2 separate regions of the Hordeum vulgare genome follow, and region 1 is linked to region 2. A link is a contact called in public Hi-C data. All regions are on one chromosome and are shown on one strand. The core of a region is the stretch at or near the end of the contact, and the rest is flanking DNA. Distances in the headings are between cores, read along the strand shown.

Region 1 (3,643 bases), core at 508-3,007, 130 kb after region 2:
AGAATATGGAAACTGAACTGAAGTTTGTGTAGATGGTAAAGGATTCTTACGAGGACCATCCTATTCCGCAACCAAAGCAAGGAAGCCGTCTCTCAAACTTCGCCAGCTGTGGGTTCTCTTCATCTCTGAGTAGGGTGTACTTGCCAAGACACCCTTGACAATGGCAAAGTTCATCCGAGCTTGCTGTGCAATGCCAAGTGTGATTCGGAGTAAGAAGTAATCGTATGAACAAAATTAAAAATAATGCACATCATGATCAAGCTAAAGCCCTAATAAACAGAGGAACAACTGTAAACTCTGAATCCTAATTATGTTATATCTCACTGATGTTTATACACTATTATGCTACCACGTATGTCAACATCACGTAATAGATGTTACTGTCTTTTACAATGACAGACTAAGGGTTCTGTTCTCCTGCACAACGTAAGTGATCTAGCGGCGAAGGAAATCTTAAGTTTAACTCAAAAAATCCTGCATAACATAAGCGATCTAGCGGCAAAACAAATCTCAAGGTTAACGCGAAAAGATCCTGCATAACATAAGCGATCTAGCGGCAAAACAAATCTCAAAAGTTTAACGCGAAAAGATCCTGCATAACATAAGCGATCTAGCGGCAAAACAAATCTCAAAAGTTTAACGCAAAAGATAGATACAAGGTTGAAAAAGCAATTACCTTCCCCCATTTAATCTAGAGCTGTTTAGGGAAGATCCAAACTTAACACCAAGCTGCTTGGCAGATTCCTCCTTGCTGGAATCAGTTCAACAAGTCTGATCCGAGGAATAAAACAGAACAGTAGCCAGCTTGGCACATAAATCCTGCAAGTGTGTCAGGATGGGGTCATCTTGCTGCATCGGAGAGAAAATTATATCCACAATGTAATTTCTTCTGCATAAACACGCATATGAGTCTAATCGGTAGGGACAGATGTTGTGAGCAATTGGAAGTACTCTTTCATGGCAAAGAGGAAAGCAGTGACCAGCAGGTGTCTCAAATTCCAAATATATTAACATACAGAAGCAGCAGGTGTCTGAATTCCAGATATTAGCATACAGAAGTCAATCCAAGAGGGGTACTCAGTCAGGAACACTACGGCTTCCGACGAGACTAGGAGAGCATAACATTTTGAGCTATTTCCTCTTGCTCTGAACTCTAACACTCCAACTCCCGTTAGTAGAACAAATCTAACGAATTCATACAAAATAAGCTGCGGCCGCGCTACGGGGCCATCTCAGATCGGTCTGGCGCGCTGAAGAAGAAGAAGCGGCTAAGGCAGGCAGACCAGGTACGGGTGGATGGACTAGATTAGCAAGGGCACCTACCAACCAGTCCACCACGCAGCAGACAGACAAATCGGCACCTACCGCGACGGGGATTCAGGCTTCGGTCGCCGGCCGCCACGCAGCAAAGGGAAGAAGGTAACCGCAAGACGAACAAGATAATCCACTCAGTCAGGACAGGATAGGGTTCCTTACCCGCAAGAGAAGAAACCGACCCAGCACCAGCACCAGCACCAGCAGGTCCGCGTCGCCGCCGGCGGGGCAAACCGCGAGGGAGGTGGAAGGGGGAGACGACGCCGGACGAGAGCGGGGTGGGGGTGGAGAGCGAGCAGTAGAGAGCACTGGAAGAGGCGACGAGGGGGAGACCGGGAGAGGCAGGAAAGTGGAGCCGAGGAGGAGGAGGAGGTCCAACCGGTTGTTCGTATGCGTGTGTGTGGACACGCAGCGCGGTGCGGGTCTCGTGCACCTACCGCCACGCTATGTGCCGCGTTGGTGAAAGAGGGGATGGAGACACGAGGGCGGCCCTTTTTAACACACGGATAACGACTCGTTCGCTGTCGTCAATGGAAGAGGGAGGAAAAGGTCAGTTTGTGTCAAAATACCACGTCATATACTCCCTCTGTTCCTAAATACTCCCTTCGTCCAGAAATACTTGTACTAGATATGAATGTATCTAGATTTATTTTAGTTATAGATACATCCATTATATCTATTTTTAGGACAAGTATTTCTGGACGGAGGGAGTATAAGTCTTTCTAAGAGTTTCATTAATGGACTACATACGGATGTATGTAGACATATTTTAAGGTATAAATTCACTCATTTTGTTTCGTATGTAGACACCTGGTGAAATATCTTAAAAAACTTATATTTAGGTACGGAGGGAGTATATATTAAAAGGAAGAGAGAAATTTTACCAGAGGTTTTTGAACCTGTTTTGATGTCTCCCTTTGGTCAATGGGGTGAATATCTGGTGCTATGAAACCACCTTACATTAAGTGCTTCCAATTTTAAAAATCCACATGTAAATGTTTCAAAAAATTCTTAAAAAATATGAATGTTCACATCACATGAACGTACAATCCTAAAAAATATGAATGTTCACATCACATGAACATACAATCCCTAAAAAATTCAAATCAAAACTGAAAATACACATCGAGAAACAAAAAAGATAAATTCAGCATAAATGTTTTATAAAAATCTTCCAAACATTAATGAAATGGCGCTTTGGTTCACATCCATTAGATCTCAGATTGACGACCGAGGTCGCGCGGAAGCACCTAATGTGAGGTGCTCCGGTAGCACCAGATATTTTTTCAGATGTTAGAAATACCTGATATATGGCAAAATCATTAATTAAGGGATACTTTTTATAAAAGACACTCCCATCAACTATGGTTGTGACATCTGTTATATTGCATGTGCGTCATTTGTCACAACGTGGAAGTTTTTCTTTTTCGGAGATTCGTTTTTTATATAATTTTTTATATCTCTTAACATGCATCCATATCTCGAACCATTTTTATCGTTGGATTTCTCGCGTCGAGATCTTCAAAACTAAATCTCATACAGCGCATTCCATGATCTTCTCCATGGATACATCACCAACACCTCAAGCTATCAGAGCATCCACAGTGTGATGTTTTGCTACCTCTAAGGCCATAGAGGCAGACGTTATATACTGTGAGAACAGCCTCTAAGCTAAATTTGTTTAGCATCGACGCTACGCTTGGAGGCAGCCTCCAATTCTTTCAATGAAATGAAATAATTCATTGGCCCTACATGTCATAGAAGGAGAGCATGCATGTGCCATGTCAAGAGGATGGAAAGGAGCCGACAACTTAGAGGCAGGGAACATTTGGCATACACTGCGTAATCTTAAGCTGACTCTAATAATCCAACGTGGGTCCCAGCTTAGAGGCAAGCCATCCTCTAAACGTTGTGGATGCCCTAAGTGGTCCCATGACGGGAGCCCGTACATGTGCCATTGAAATCGAGGTGACATATCTCCTTGCTCACCTATCATTTGATCCACTCAAGACATGGTCACTGCCTCAAGCACAGACTCTCCCATACTCGCGTACTCAAAAGGAAGCCATGGACCAATCGCGGAGGAACGCGAAAATGACGAGCCGACGGTAAACACTCAAGCGGCCGGACAACCGAGCCTGGTCGGACGTCCGAACCGTCCCAGCGTCCGGACGTCCGAGCTCGTCCAGGCGACCGATGCCTAGAGCCTCCCCAGGCCCCACGCCACAGCGTCCGGTCAGCCGACCCCGCCGGGACACCCGACCTCGCCAAGACATTACCAAAACCTCAAAAATCTGGACCACGCCGGATGACCGAACCTCGGACATCC
Region 2 (3,894 bases), core at 125-2,624:
TACATATAAGTAAGTACGACCGCCGCATTAACCGCGGCATTAACTATCAGCAATCTCAATTATCAGATCTCCGGCATTTAAGCAAGGGCTTCAGTGTTTATTCAAATTTGTAGCTAAGATGCAAACTACTATAGGAAAATATGGCACGCTGTTCCTTTGAGATGTTTAAGGGCTCCTTTGATTCAAAGGATTAGAATCCTCAGAAAAATTCATAGGATTGAATCCCATAGGAAATTTTTTTTAAGGATTTCTTTGTATTACTTCACATAGGATTTCTACCATCCACTCAAACCTCTTTAAAAGAATCATTTGTTTTTCCCATGATGCAATCAAACAAAACCAAAATCATGTAGGATTGAGATGGCCATGTCATGCCAATCCTATGTTTTTCCTATTCCCACGTTTTTAGAATCCTACGAATCAAAGAGGCCCTAAAACTGCACTTATCCTTGGAACTTACTCCCTCTATTCCTAAATATAAGTCTTTTTAAAGATTCCACTATAGACAACAAACTGATATATATATAGACATGCTTTAGAACGTAGATTCACTCATTTTGCTCCATAAGTAGTCCCTCATTGAAATCTCTAGAAAGTCCTAACGGAGGGAGTAGAAACGAACAGATTTTCATGCACTTCCCTTGAAGTTGGAAAGACCACAGGATATATTCTGTTAAACAACAGAATCCTTGTTATACAGCCCTTGGAAGTTGGAAGGGCCATGGAATCACACCAACAACGCACGATCAATCAAATCAATGAAAAAGATAAAATCTATAGCCCCCAAACCCTACCAAAACCCACCAAAAATCAACGCGCCCCCCCCCCCCTCCCGTCGCCGATCAGAACCAGACGGCCTCGGAGCAGCCCATCAATCGCCAAAAGAACACCACGGAAATCGCCGGTCGGAACAAGAAAAACTAGGATGGATCCTTCAATCGCCGAATCAAACGCAGAACTCCCCGGCGGAACTTGAAATCGATCGATACAGCACGCGTATAGGAGCTACATGAGGACGTGGAACCTCAGCTCACCGCCGTGATAAGAAGAGGTACCAGTCGGCACGACGCCGCCTGGATCTCGTCTCCGTTCCGCCGCCGCCGATGTCGATGTCGGAGGGAGAGGAATCGAGGGGCGGGCGGGCGGCGGCTAGGGTTCGACGACGGCCTCGATTCAAGCAGCGGCGGCGCGAGTCGGTGCAGGGTCGCGAGGATGGGGTGGGGGGAAGCACGTATGCAGCAGCCGCCAGCCGTGACGGCCCCCCGCCAGGATCAGTGCGGGGCGAAGTGGGGACTGTGAGGAGGAGGATTCGAGGGGCGGGGATGGTGGCGGGGGAGGAGGCTCCTCGGACGGGGTTGTTCTCGTCAAGGAGTCGCCGGTCTGGGAGGGATGACCTGGCACATTATGTAAATGTTTTTCCACTGTAATAATTTTGCTATATCCCACACGCTGATCTTTTGAAACAGGGAGGCCATCAAGTCCTAAACTTTGACACTTTGCTTTCATTTTTCTGAAAACTGTTTTGGGCTTTTCGGTAATATCCGCTCAATGAAAGAAAACGTTTTAAAATGACGTGATGCCTTAGTTTTTCAAAAGGTTTCATAGGATATGATGTGGATGTGTGCCTTATAAAGATGAGTATATGTTCATATGTTTGAATGTGTCGATGAATACTTACAACATATGTCATATGTAGGCTAAAGTTGATAAGAACCGAAGGGACAAAGGTGGACGCTCGGAACAAGGTTGATACACGCATGGGACGCACGATGTACCCAGGTTCAGGGCTCTCCGTAGAGATAATACCCATAATCCTGCTCGAGTGTTTGATGTATAGGAACAGAGTACAATGTCGCTCCTGGAGCTGTGTGGGGAGGAGGAAGAGGGGAGCAGCCGGCTCGTCTCTGCCTCTCTCTCTGTGGTTGGTGAATGTGTTGTGCTGAATGACTGGTGAAGGATCGGCCTGCTTGCATGGGAGGCGACCGGGGGGTTTTATAGACGAACTCACCGTCCTACAATATGGATAAAGGGTACAAGCGTGGGACCCGGATGGCTGCTTCGCCAGCTGGCCAGGGGCCCACAAGGGTCATGTCTTGTCGATGAGGGGCCCGCCGGCTGCATGGTCCCGATTGCATGTGGGACCCGCCGGCTGGCCAATGAGGCTCTCGCGTAAGGTTGACGCTGAGCACGCGTTGTACGTCAAGCGTCGCCCCGCGAGATTCTTCATGGGCAGGTAGTACGACCGCCTCCACTGTTCCCCACGCCGAGTGCAGTAATGGAGTGGGAGTGTGACGGTTCGACACTATGCTAGGTGATGGATCAGAGCCGGGGTAGGTCAGCGGCGTGGCCGCCGACGCTCGTACCTGCCGGGCGCCCTGATCTTGTACCTTTGCTGACGCGTAGCTACCTTTAATCGTGAGGTCTCTTCCTGACATACGATCTGATATGACTTGTGATCCTCGGTCGGCTAGCCTGCTTGGCCAGCCGGCTTGAGCGTGGCCGCCTCCTCCCCAGTCCGGTCTGGCGGGACCAGGCCGGCTCTGAAGGAGATGTCGCCTGGATTCTAGCCGGCAGGGGTTGCCTGGTCGGCCAGAAAGGTGGCCGCCTCGTCCTCCAGCCGGCACGTGATGCCTAGCCGGCGAGAAGACTTGGGCCTTGGGAATCTTCATACGTTCAATGTCCATTGGGCCGGAAATGAAGGAACAGGCTTGATGAGCCTACCCCGGGGTTATCCCCCCGACAGTAGTCCCCGAAGCTGGCGAGGTCTGCCGCCTGCGGGCGGGCGGCCTCACCGGCTTGTTGATTTGTCTTGATATTTTGGCTGTTATTCGCGGCGAATGACGCCGGCTTCGAAACCGGGTGGCTTCGGAGCGACGCCTCGGTCCAGTCGTGACTGGCCCGGAGAACGCCATGTGCCAGGCCCCGCCTGGCGTAATGATGGCGATTACTGCTGACGGGATCGGGCCTGGGCCCCGGGGTCCCGCCACGACGCCCCCTCGGCCTCCGCGCGGGAGATCCTCTGCGGATTTACTCCGCGGCGGTTGGGCTTAGGGGAGCGTTACCGCCCGTAATACACGGGATTAATGGGGCCCGGTGCGCACCGGATCCCCTCCCCATGACGCTTCGTGGGGGTTTAAATGGGACGCGAGGGTTTCGAGGAGGCCATTCGCCCCCTCTTCTCGCCCCGCATCCGCGCTCTCTTCCTCCTTGCGTCCTGAGAAGAAGAGCTTGCGCCCTTCGTCTTCTTCCTCTTCGCCGTCGCGACCTCGCCGACCGCTTCGAGCCTCACCACCCGCAACCAGGGCCAGTGGTTCCTCCTCGAAGAAGTCGTCGGCGCAGAAGGCGTCCTTGCAGGGGGCCTGGCTGGGCAGCGACGTCGATGAGGGGCACATCGAAGCACTTCGTCACCATCGCCTGCTGCCCCCGGCCTCCCAAGTTTTGGTGCGCCTGCCCAACTCCGAGACCGCTCCCGCACCCGCCGCGGGAGAGGTCGTGGTCTTCGTCGAGCACTTCTACCGGGGCTTCGGGCTCCCGGCTAGCTCCTTCTTCGCCAAATGGCTCCAGTTCTTTGGCCTGCAGCCGCATCATCTAGCGTCGAACGCCATACTGCAGCTGGCCGCCTTCGTGGTCCTGTGCGAGGGCTTCGTGGGGATCGAGCCTCGCATCGATCTGTGGCGCAGCCTCTTCTTCTTCAAGCAGCAGTCCATCGACATGGAGAAATCCGAGGTGGAGAAGCTCAGGGGGCTGCGCCCCATGACGCCGTGCGGGGCCGCGTTGGTGCATCATTGCCTGAAGTCCGGCTTCCCCCAGATGCCTCTGTAAGACTCCATCAAGCATTGGCAGAAGGGGTTCTTCTACGTGAAGAGCGTCGACCCGGCCCAGGACACCCTCAAC

Evidence for each region. Hi-C and Micro-C count contacts between places; a contact is called where the count stands out from the background.
Region 1: a contact with region 2 is called in a Hi-C map of seedling, with 3 times the contacts expected there. The contact joins the promoter of LOC123442943 here to the promoter of LOC123442942 in region 2. A contact is called at or near these places in 1 of 6 Hi-C or Micro-C datasets (seedling) and 1 of 1 datasets of contacts at active chromatin or transcription factors (embryo).

Annotation. Positions count from the first base shown.
Region 1 is chr3H:54,017,937-54,021,579 of MorexV3_pseudomolecules_assembly, forward strand. LOC123442943 (60S ribosomal protein L18a-like protein) reads right to left here and starts at 1,758. Exons shown (of 5, transcript XM_045119137.1): 1 at 1,477-1,758; 2 at 677-819; 3 at 51-183. The coding sequence starts at 686.
Region 2 is chr3H:53,889,245-53,893,138 of MorexV3_pseudomolecules_assembly, forward strand. It overlaps LOC123442942 (F-box protein At2g05970-like), which reads right to left and starts at 1,375. Exons shown (of 3, transcript XM_045119136.1): 1 at 1,056-1,375.